3 separate regions of the Mus musculus genome follow, and all the other regions are linked to region 2. A link is a contact called in public HiChIP or PLAC-seq data. All regions are on one chromosome and are shown on one strand. Each heading gives the region's core, a stretch centred on a gene start, on an enhancer-like site or on the middle of the called end of the contact. The rest is flanking DNA. Distances are from core to core; before and after follow the strand shown. Region 1 has its middle 5.1 kb from the start of Gm39820. Region 2 overlaps Cdkl3 (cyclin-dependent kinase-like 3). Region 3 overlaps Gm30217 (a long non-coding RNA gene).

Region 1 (3,729 bases), core at 168-2,667, 200 kb before region 2:
TGAACTGGAGTTATGAATGGGTGTGAGCCACCACATGGCTCCCGGGAACGGAAAACAGGGTCTCTGCAAGAGCAGCTAGGGCTCTTAACCACGGAGCTGTCTCTCCAGCCCCTCAACTGACCTTTTAAAGTCTGCTTATTAGATGACTGAAGGGTTGGAAGATATGTGTCAGATGAAGAGAAAGATGGAAGGGTGTGGTTGATGGTGGAGATGTGACAAAGGGGAGGGAGGTTTAAGCTGTGGCCTGTGATGAGCTGGTAGATCATGGTTACATCTGAATAGGTAGGGAGGATGTAAAGGGCATAGGAGAGAAACAACACCCACCCCATTGTCTTCAGTGTACTTCCCAGAATCTGGGATGATGTTCCGTTAGGAGACAAAAGAGATTCTGCAGAGATGAATAAAATACAGACATTGGCGTCGGGCAGTGGTGGCACGGGCCTTTAATCTCAGCACTTGGGAGGCAGAGGCAGGAGGATTTCTGAGTTCGAGGCCAGCCTAGTCTATAGAGTGAGTTCCAGGACAGCCAGGGCTATACAGAGAAACCCTGTCTCAAGAAAAACCAAACAAACCAACCAAACAGACAAACAAAAACCCCCAAATACAAAACAAAACAAAACAAAACAAAACAAAACAAAACAAAACCAGACATTGGGCCTAGAGATGGCTCAGCAGTTAAGACCATTACTCCTCTCGCAGAGGACCCAAGTTCAGTTCCCAGTGTCCATCTTGGATGTTTCATGACTGACTTTAATTCCAGCTCCCAGGGATCTGGCACCCTCTTCTGACTTCTGCAGGGACCCCCCCCCCCCCATGCCCTTGTGCATCCCCTCCCCCATATACACATACATAAGAAAGAAAAATAACTCTTAAAAAGTTAAGGAGCTTAGTTAGGCTGGGCAGTGGTAGTGGCTCAGGCTTTTAACCCTTGTACTCGGGAGGCAGAGGCAGGAGGATCTCTGTGAGTTCACAGGCCAGTTTGGTCTACAGAGTGAGTTCCAAGACAGCCAGGGCTACACAGAGAAACCCTGTCTTGGGGCAAAAAAAAAAAAAAAGAAAAAAAAAAAGAAAAAAAAAAAAAAAGAAGGAGCTTGTGATGGGCCATGGCTCTGGATTATCCAGGTGAGTCCTCCTATGTCTGTCCTGACCAGATCCTTGGGGGCTGGAGTCACAGACAGATGTAACACGGCCTTTGCTGTGTTCTTCTCAGGTCTCCGTTGTGTCAAGCGCATTCCCACCTCAGGAACTTTGAACTTGCTGTTTCCTCTGCCTGCTCTTTTCATCACTCAGATCTCGGTCCAAATGAGAGCCGGCTCTCTGTTTCCAGATTTTTGTCCTGGAGCTCTGAGTACACTCTGTTCTGGTAGGGCTGGGTTGGGGCAACAGGATGCAAGCTCCTAGCCTGAGCTGGCTGGCATCCTCCCCAGCCCAAGTCCCGCCCAAGATTGCGGGATGGAGCAGTGTGCATGAGTCATCCAGCCACAGACACAGTCCCCTTGTTGGAGGGACCTGAGTAGTTAGGTTGTGGCTAACTCCAAGAGCCAAGGGCTCAGTTGAAAGGGGAGGTTAGGAATTCCCCAAGTTCCTCAGAGTCACACAGGTCCAGGAGGGAACCCGGGAGTGGAAGAGCTGAGGATGGCTTGTGTAGATGGTGCCAGAAGCCCTCTGAAGAGACTGTTGTGTCCCTAACCCACGCTTGAGCAGGCTCTGCCCATGTAGATGGTGCTTACAGTGGACTCACAGGGCTCACTACCCACCTACTGTGGGGGTATTTATCCACCTACTGTGTGCTGAGTATCACTCACACATCTTACTGCAGGTCAGAGCCTGCCCTCCAAGGGCCTGCAGTCTCAATGAGACCAATATACCCACCAAGTCTACAGACTTACTGAGCAGGAGGGGCTCAGAGTTGGGGTGCATAGGGGAGGATGTGTGGGGCAGGTGGGGATGGTCAGTAAGAGAACCTGCCAAAGGGCAGGGTAGGGGTTCACTGCGGGAGGCAGAGGCAGCTTGGGTATGTTACCTTCATAAGGCAGATGCCATGAAGAACCAACAAAAGGAAGAGTTAGTCACAGAAATTTATTCTCTGGAATCTGGAAGCCAGAAATCAGTGTTGACAAGACCTCTTCCTTCTAATGCCTTCCTCAGGGGAGGGTGCTTCTGGCTCTTCCAGCTTCTGGTTGCTTCAAGCATTCTCTGGCCTGTGGCCACATCTCTGTGGTTTCTGCCTTCACCACCACACGCTGTCTCCTCTGTGCCTGCTTATGTGTCTCTGTGTCTTCACATGCTGTTTCCTCCTCCTCCTCCTCTTCTCCCTCCTCTTCTTCTGTGTATTACCCAAATCATCCTCCCTCATACTCAATTTTTCCATGCCTTTCTTTCTCCCCTCCTCATCTCTTCCTTCCCCTTTCTCTCACCTCATGCTCTCCTTTCTCTCTCTTCACCTCCTTACCCCTCCCCCTCCCCCTCCCCCAAAACTTCTTCCCCCCCCACCCCCCGCCCAGTGAACTGTATTTCATTTGTAACCCAGGCTAGCCTTGAACTTACTATGTATACTGTATAACCCAGGTTACCTTTAAACTTACAATTCTCCTGCCTCAGACTTCTGAGTGCTGGCATAACAGGTGCACTGTACCGCTACACTCAGCTTTCAATTTTCCTGTTTTTATAAAGATGCCAGTCATACTACATAGGGGCCCATCTACTCTAATGATCTAATTTAACTGTATTAAATTGGCTTCCACGTAGGGTCACCTTGCAGGTACCAGTGATTAGGACTTCAGTACATCCTCTTGTAGGGTGGGACACAATTGAGCAAGAGCAGTGAGCAAAGGCTCAGAAGGGACAGAGCTCAGGGCCAGATGTGTCCCAGGCTGGCCTCATACTGCCCATCCTCCGACCTCAGCCTTCTGGTACTCATTATCATATCTGGCTTGGCAACTAGGAATGGCCTCATAGGCCCATAGGAAGTGGCGCTGTTAGGAGGTGTGGCCTTGCTGGAGTGGGTGTGGCTTTGTTGAAGGACGTTTATCAGGAGGGGGTGGGCCCGTGAGGTCTCAGAAGCCAGACTTAGTTGGCTCACTTGCTCTTCCTGATGCCTGCCAATCCAGGTGTAGAACTCTTAGCTCCTTCTCTAGCACCATTTATGTCTGCCTGCAGGCTGCCATGCTTCCTACCATGACAATAATGGACTAAACCTCAGGAACTGTAAGCCAGAACCAATTAAATGATTTCCTTTATCAGAGTTGCTGTGATCATGGCGTCTCTTCCTTCACAGCAATAGAACGATACCTAAGACAGTTGGCAACCTGTCTTCTCAGGGAATCCTCAGACACTGACATCACTGTGTGGGTGCCACCTCTGGTGTAGGGCCCACCTCATGTACTGCCCAGGGCTCAGGTGGGGCGTCCTTCACACTGTTCCTTGCAGTCTCATAGAGTGCCATGTCCAGTCTGGCCTTAGAGCCTTGAATCTGGCCCCTCACCCAGATCCTAAACGCTTTTCTGCCAGACTTCCCACCTGGGCTTGGATGTCTTCGCCACAGGGTGCACACAGTAGCAAAGCTATCCGGACGCCACAACTCCTGACTGCTGGGTGGGCTTTTGTTTTCGGGACCCCACCAAGTCCCTCCCAGCATCTTCCTCCAGCCACTCAAAGACCCACAGGTTCCCCTCGGCCCTACCTAGACCAGGACTATGGTGGATTACAGGCCGGCTGAAAGACCCTTGG
Region 2 (3,830 bases), core at 324-2,823:
TTTGCACAGACTTGCCATCTTATTCTTCCATGAAACTAGGAACAGGGTGGGGTGAGGTAAAAAACGGATGCCCTGACCAAATGAGATAACATCCTGAAAGTGAGTTGCAGCCCGTGAGCGCTTTGCAGGTTTTTTTTTTTTTTTTTTTTTTTAACAGGCCGGGCAGCTTCATCTCTCACCCGTTTACATTTGATACTAACTGCGAGGAGACTTCCCCAGCTCCTCTCTGTTCAGGCTCTCACCCACCATCTGGGTTGCTTCGGTGGGGTTTTCTCTGCAGCCCCACAATCAAATCTTGCTAATTTGATCGTACTGTAAGCACTACAATGTTTTGTGGCAGTTTGGTTTGTTCCCTCTTGTTTGATAAAAACAGAAACAAATAGAAGGGGAGGAGAGGGTGGCAAGGCCAGTACAGGGACAGCACCCACAGATATGGCATGCTGTTCACAGAGACCCACTCCTTGGAAGCCCCAAGAGCAAGGAGCAGGAGTAGTGGCAGAACTCTTGCTCACATGCTAGTCCTTATGTGTTCCATTGCTAGTATGGAAAAATGAAAGCAGTCTAAACTCATGGTACATGTTTGAGGCTGCAGGTGGCTCGGTTTGCAGAGCGCTTGGCAGCATGCAGGACGCCCTGGGTTTGCTTCTTGGTACCGTACATGCACGGTGCCAGTCACCTGTAACCCTGGCTCTGGCAGGAGAATCAGGCTCATCCTTTGCTCCTTAGTTCTAGGCCAAATTAGACAACAGGAGCAGAGTGGGGAAGGGTGGAGGGGCAGAGGGGGGAAGGGAGGAGGGGCAGAGAGGGGAAGGGAGGAGAGGCAGGGGGGGAAGGGAGGAGGAGCAGAGGGAAAGAAAGGAGAGAGGGATACAGGTGGGGAAGGAGGGAAAAGAAAGGGAAGGGAGGGAGGGAGGGAGGGAGGGAGGGAGGGAGGGAGGGAGAGGGAAAAGGAAGACAGGAGGAAGGCAAGCTACTGCTTGATACTGTGGTTACAATGTGATGTAGTGAGGCTTCCCAGTGACTCCAGCCTTCTGAGAATGACCTGTCCTGATAAGAGCTTATTGTTTGACTTTTATGTTTTAGAAATGCACTATGCTCAGAAACAGGACTGGCCATAATTAGCTAAGGCTTCCTCTCCCATGGTTCCTGGCAAAGCTATAAATCTGGAGTAGTGAGACAACTAGGCAGACCCTCTCACAAGGCCACAGTGCCCAGCACACAAGCCACGTCTTTACTGCCAGCCCAGGGCCGTAACTTTACGAGAAGTCACTTTAATGACATGTACCCAGTTCACACAGTCAAAATATGCTGCCCAGGTGCGTTGTTTCCTCCTGCGGTAGGCGTTGTGGGTGTCAGCTCCTGGTGTTTGGGTGAGGCAGGAGCTTGCAGGCTTGATGACACTGAGCAGCGGGCGGTGACAGGAGATCATCTAGCATAAGGTGCATGACTCCTGTAGCAGTAGGAATACTGCTGTGCTGTAGCCGAAGCCCAAGGCAGCCCTTTACCTCATAACTTTGTCTGCAGACAGGATGTTGGGCTGTGAGATACAGCATGGTCGTGTAGACGACACCACCTGTTCTCAGTGTCACGTGTACAACAGGCAAGGGAGGCTGTAAGTCGTTTTACCCTCTGCCTGCTGTGTAGGAAGTCCAACACTTGGTGCATTTATTCTGGTGAAGCTTCTGGGATGAGGAAGTCATGGTCGATGGCCTCCTTTGAACCTGACGTCACTGATGTCGCTCTTCCCTTGACAGCCCATGGGGCCTTTCTGCGGTCAATTATAACTCACTGTTGTTGCTCGGTGGGGGGAGGGGGTAACATCTGCCTAATAGAGGGAGAAATGGCCGCCTTTGAATCTAGTTCAGAATGAAACTGTGTCATAAAGAGAGTCTCAGGACAGCTAAGCATCACCCACAAAGATGACAGTGAGCATTGCCTCACTCAGCAAACTGGTGAATCGCGTCCTGGTTGCTAGTGTCTGTTTGCTAATTAGATCTCCTTAGTTAAGGATCAAAGTTTCCTCAACTTTTATTCTTATAGGATGTAACAAAGGGCAGGAATTCAGGAAGGTAGTGTCTATAAACAATTATAGCTTGAGGCAGGAAGTAGGCTGAGAAAGAGGTATGGAGGAGCCATGAGACTGGGGTGCTGGGAAGGCTCCATGGCGGAGCAGCTGACCTGGGGCTTGACCAGCAGGGGGACTTAACAGACTGAAATACAGGTGATGAGTTATTGTAGGTTGGATGTTTATGTGTGGGGACATTGGGCTAAGCATGTACCTGCACCCTCCTGGCAACTCAAGGACATGGGTGGATGCTGCCTTAGTCCCAGGTTAGAGCTGGGGAAGTTTGTGTCAGAGGCATGCAGTTGGTGAATGACATAGGCAGGATTCAATCCAGTCTGACGTGAAGGGTAACTTTTAAATACCGGCCTGTCCTGTTCTTTGTTCTAGGAGTGAATTCAGTGGTTCACTTGGTTGGGAAAACAGGCTCTGTTGTGAAAGCATTGCTTGTCAGGCAGCTAGAGTATGCAGTGGGCAGGGAGCATCGGGCTCTTCTGTACGGCAGGAGTGGATCACAGAGAGCTTCGGGTGCTGTGCTAAGGAAGTAAGGTAGTCTCAGAAGGCAATGGGTGCCTATTAACGAAGTGACAGAACCAGTTATGTCCCGGAAGACAGCTGTGGCGTGAAGGGCGGGAATAGGAAGCATGAAAAGCAGGTGGCTGCTCTACTGTACAACCTTAAAACAGGAATCTGGGCTGGGACTGGGGCCTCTACCTGTAATCCCAGCACTTAGAAGGCTGAGGTAGAAGGATTGTCAAGAGTTCAAGGCCAGCCTGAGTTATGTAATGAGTTCTATAGAGCCCTGGATTGCAGTGAGACCCTGTCTCAAAACAGTATTTTCTAGGGAAATGTTTGCATCTGGATCTTAGGAGCTCCATGAGCAGACCTGTGTTTATGTTTTGGTTTGGTTTGGTTTGTTTTTTTTGGGTTTTTTCGAAACAGGGTTTCTCTGTATAGCCCTGGCTGTCCTGGAACTCACTCTGTAGAGCAGGCTGGCCTCCAACTCAGAAATCAGCCTGCCTCTGCCTCCTGAGTGCTGGGATTAAAGGCGTGCGCCACCAGGCCTGGAATTTATGTGATGTTTTTAAAGTCCCACTCATCTATCCTTGCAAGGAATATGGAGAATGTGCACGCATGTGTCACTTGTAACTACAACTGTTGATGTGTGTGACTGTCTGTCTTGTAATCCTCACGAATGGCAGTTATTACGTGATAAGTGAGTGAGTTCCTAGTTGCAAGGAGACAGAGACCAACAAAACCAGACGCTGGATGCTTCTTGCCTGTTTTCTGAATGCACATGTGACTTCCTCGCCCTTTGTGCTGGCTTACATTCCTGAGCTGTGTGTCACTCTGAGGTAATGTGTGCCAACAGGGCATGATATCATAAAGGGGAGTGCTCATGAAGAGACACACACACTAATATTTTCATGGCAAGCATGTTCCCATGGCTTCCCACCCCAAGTGTAGATTGTGACACACATTAGATTTCCTGAAATCTTGAATGCCACCCTGGGGTCTTAGCAACAAATTTGACATACCTTTCATTTAAATAAATGCCTAAGGTGATTGCGGCACAGTTGGACATCTCTCACCCCAAAGTGCAAAATTGGGGCATTTGTCATTTTTAGACTGGGGATGATCGGTCTGAAAAGTGTATATAACTTTTTCAAATTGAAAATTTCAAATTCTGAAATCTGAGGTAGTCAGATTTTGTCCATATGGGATAAGGGCTGTGTGACCCACATTTTCTAGCGCTCCCTTTGCCAGG
Region 3 (3,594 bases), core at 370-2,869, 240 kb after region 2:
TATAGATATAGATTCTATGTAAGTGTATATCTTCCCTATAAATATTTAGAATGCAGTTAGAGATTTTATAAGTATACATAGAGATTCAATATAAATATATATATATTCTCTACAAACATACAGAATACAGTTCGATGGAGCTTAGTGGTAGAGCTTGTATTTGGAATCTGGAAGATACAAGGCCCTGGCTTCAACCTCTAACACTGCAAAAAAGAAAAATCCAACTTAAAAAATATTTGGGAACCTACAACATGGGCATGAATAACAACCTGGCCTCATTACACTCTCTAGTTGGCCTTCTTCTGGTCTCATGTTTGTCCCCTTAGTCCTTCTATAAGGTTTTCTTTGTCCCTTCTTCCATACCTGTGGTCAGCTCTCCGCCCACCTGGCTCAGGTCTAGGGCTGTGCTGTGATTTGAATGTGTGCCCCATAAAGGCTTGCCAGGTTGGTCTTCCCAGCCACGTGTGGATGGCATTTAGCTATGGAGACCTGGGGAACTGGTCAGGAGTGTGAGAGAGGTTCAAGTGTCACTCTAATGGCCTTATATGCAGCCAGAAGACACTCACCAGATGCTGCTGTTGTGCCTCTGAGCCTCGAGCCAAATAAACCTTTATTCTTTATCAATTATCCCAGGTTGGGTATTTTGTTCGAGCAACAGAAGATGGACCAAGGCCATGTGGCTTCAGGCTGATCAGATCACAGGCTGATGAGACTCCAGAGGGCCTGAAATTTAGGGATCATAGAGTAACCTTTTCAGTAGCCCCTGACACTCTGGCCTTAGTCTGGCACTAGGACCTGGAGAGGGCCTCCTCCTGGACTTGGGGACCGAGTCTCTTGCTCAGAAAGATTCCATGACTTTCCTCTGGAGTAAGGAATTGTCAGAATTCTTTGGCCATTTTGATAGGACCCTCCCACCTGCCACTGTCCCTAGCAAAAGCAAATGAACCTTGTGTGTCACCACATGGTGTTCTCTGGTAGTAGGCTTGCCTGGGCAATGTCAGCTGACTCTTAGAAACACCCAGTAGGCCTTTTGCTGTGATATAGAGCATATCTCTAGACATAAACATGTTCTTTGAGATGAGGTCTCACATAGCCCAGGCTGGCCTTGAAATCCCTAAAAGGATACTTTGAGGTTCTGATCTTCCTGCCTCTATCTCCCCACTGCTGGGATTAAAGGAATGAACCCCCACGCCGTTTATATGGTGCTGGGAATTGAACCCAGGGCTTCTGTGCGTGCGAGGCAAGCACTTTATAACTGAGGTAGGTCCCTAACCCCATGTACCTTTTTTTTTGGGGGGGGGGGATCTCTGATCTTCAAAGTTCTGTTTGCTCACTTTATTTTCTTCAAAAACCAGGGCATCTCCTTCAGTAGAAGAAACCTATGACAACGAAAATAAACACTGTGGGCCAAGGGGGCTCCTGGGTGGGAGGGGGCTGGCTTTCTCAGGCTTCTTATTTTTCTGAGTCTCCCCGGGGCACACAGCACTCCCCTTCCCCTCCCCCAGACCTTTCAGGTGAGAAAACTTTCCATTGTTGCCCTATCTCGTGGTAATCCACTTGCCTCCTTGCGGGAACCACAGGTGCACAGATCTGAGACCTGATCTGTTCCACTGGGTGCCAGGCAGGGCCGAGGACGCGAACCCCAGCAAGAAATAGCGCCCGCAACCGCAAGGCCCGGTGTGTGCGCCCTCTGAAACCATAGGTAAAGACAATTACCGGCAGTTTCCATCCACCGTTTTGTTTTTTGTTCAAAGGCCACCGAGCATTCTCAGCAGCAGACCCGAGACGTAGTATTCCCACCACACGCCACCTTCATAAACGTGCGATAAAAGCTGTGGTCGCTTTGTCCCGGCTCTTCCTTTTAACAGTCAAACTTTCAAGTTTGATGTTGAAACTGCTTTTTTTCTTCAAGTGGGCTTTGATGCTTAGATAACGCTTAGAGATAAGGAACCTGCCTTCAAAACCGCTCACTGTACCTCCAGCTCACCACTAGGAGCGTCGCAAGGGAAAAATCAGACACCTGAGCTCATGAGAGGGAAGAATGTGCTGAGTCTGTGAAATGCTCCTTCTGCCTGCCTGCCTGCCTGCCTGCCTGCATGGGAGATTTGCAGGGGGAGAGAAAGGGAGGGAGGGAGGGAAGAAGGAAGGGAGAGGAGAGAGAGACAGAGAGAGACCCAAGAGACCCGACCCGAGAGACAGAGGGATTGCCTCCTGGGGGTGCAGCTTAGTTGATAGAGGGCTTGTATAACCTCAGTGAAGCCTAGGTTCAGTCCCCAGCATGATGCAAATGAGGAATGGTGGCTCATGACTGTAATTTTGGCACTTGGAAAGGGGAGGCAGAAGGATCGAAAGTTCATCATCCTTGGTTATCAAGTTTTGGGCTAGCTCTGTTTAAATAAACAAACAAACAGGAAGGAGGGAAAGAGAAAGGAAGGAGTAGAGAGAGAGAACTGAGGAACGTACCTTAGTTGGCAGAAAGTTTGCCCTTCATGTACAAAGCCCAGGGCACTGCATAGATTAATGGCGGTGACATTTGCCTGTGATCCCAGCACTGGGCATGGAGGCAGGAGGATCAGTCGTTCAAGGTAGCCTTGGCTACATGGGGAGTTAGAGGCTTGTCTGGTCTGTATGAGATCTCTCAGTTGTATTGTAAGGGTTCATGTCTGCTTTTCTTTAATTTTTTAAAATTTTATTATTTTATGTTGTGGCTGTTTTGCCTACATATATCTCTATGTACCATGTGTGTTCAGTGCCCACAGAGGCCAGAGGAGGGCTTTGGATCACGGGGAACTGGAGTTAGAGACTATCATGAGCCACCATCTAGCTGCTGGAAACTGAACCCCCATCCTCTGGAAGAGCAGCAAATGCTCTTAACCACGGAGCCATCTTTCTCCAGCCCCACTTCTCCCCACCCCATTCCTTTTTTAGAGTCTCATGTAACCCAGGCTAGCCTAGAACTTCCTGTATAGCTAGGGTGATCTTGTACTCCTAATCTTCCTGAGTCTACTTCCCAAGTGCTAGGATTACAGGAGTGAGCCACCAGGCCAGGTTTATGATGTTCTGGGGGTGGAATCCAGCCAGAGCTTTGTTCATGTGCACTACAGGTAGATCTCTGAGTCCAAGGCCAACCTGATCTATGATCTTCAGAGTGAATTCCAGGGTAGCCAGGAATACACAGAGAAACCCTGTCTTGTCTAATAATAATAATGATGATGATGATGAGTTGAGAAAGAAGCACTGTCTAGTAATAATAATAATAAATAATAATATAAATGGGATAAAGACATTAGCTCACTCCTAAGCAGCCTTCTATTTAGCTATGTCTTGTGTCCATGAACCCCAAGGATATGAGTCTATGAGGTTGAGGGGTGAGAGCCAGTTTAGATCTGAGAAATTAAGTCTTAAACTGTCTCTTACTAACTGTGTGACTTTAGGTGAGTTACTTCACTTCTCTGGGCGTCAAGTTCTTCATCAGGAAGATGCAAGTTTCATAGTAAAAGCCCTTTAGACGCGAGTGCCACTGCCAAGCAATCCAGTCTGTGATTCTATGAATTGCCAGGATTTGCATAAATATAACATTTAGGTTTCTAAATG

The links. HiChIP or PLAC-seq counts read pairs in DNA pulled down with a chosen protein or histone mark.
Region 1: a BATF HiChIP or PLAC-seq map of CD8 T cells shows a contact between it and region 2, with 7 read pairs. The contact joins two enhancer-like sites. A contact is called at or near these places in 3 of 115 datasets of contacts at active chromatin or transcription factors (CD8 T cells, double positive thymocytes and pancreatic cancer cells).
Region 3: a contact with region 2 is called in a BATF HiChIP or PLAC-seq map of CD8 T cells, with 10 read pairs. The contact joins two enhancer-like sites. A contact is called at or near these places in 1 of 484 Hi-C or Micro-C datasets (myocytes) and 4 of 115 datasets of contacts at active chromatin or transcription factors (CD8 T cells, acute myeloid leukemia, large pre-B cells and 1 more).

What each region holds. Positions count from the first base shown.
Region 1 is chr11:51,873,029-51,876,757 of GRCm38.p6, forward strand. No RefSeq gene overlaps it. Among named protein-coding and RNA genes, the nearest start is that of Gm39820, 5.1 kb to the left of the region's middle. Within about 2 kb of position 1,418, at least 205 of the 459 cell types and tissues checked have an H3K27ac peak or open chromatin away from gene starts, as enhancers often do. A contact at or near this core is called in CD8 T cells, where this site is marked.
Region 2 is chr11:52,074,713-52,078,542 of GRCm38.p6, forward strand. All of the region lies in intron 13 of Cdkl3 (cyclin-dependent kinase-like 3), which reads left to right. Among named protein-coding and RNA genes, the nearest start is that of Ppp2ca, 22 kb to the right of the region's middle. Within about 2 kb of position 1,574, at least 151 of the 459 cell types and tissues checked have an H3K27ac peak or open chromatin away from gene starts, as enhancers often do. A contact at or near this core is called in CD8 T cells and regulatory T cells, where this site is marked.
Region 3 is chr11:52,312,597-52,316,190 of GRCm38.p6, forward strand. The region is part of intron 2 of Gm30217 (a long non-coding RNA gene); the gene reads left to right. Among named protein-coding and RNA genes, the nearest start is that of Gm30217, 6.9 kb to the left of the region's middle. Within about 2 kb of position 1,620, at least 51 of the 459 cell types and tissues checked have an H3K27ac peak or open chromatin away from gene starts, as enhancers often do. A contact at or near this core is called in CD8 T cells and regulatory T cells, where this site is marked.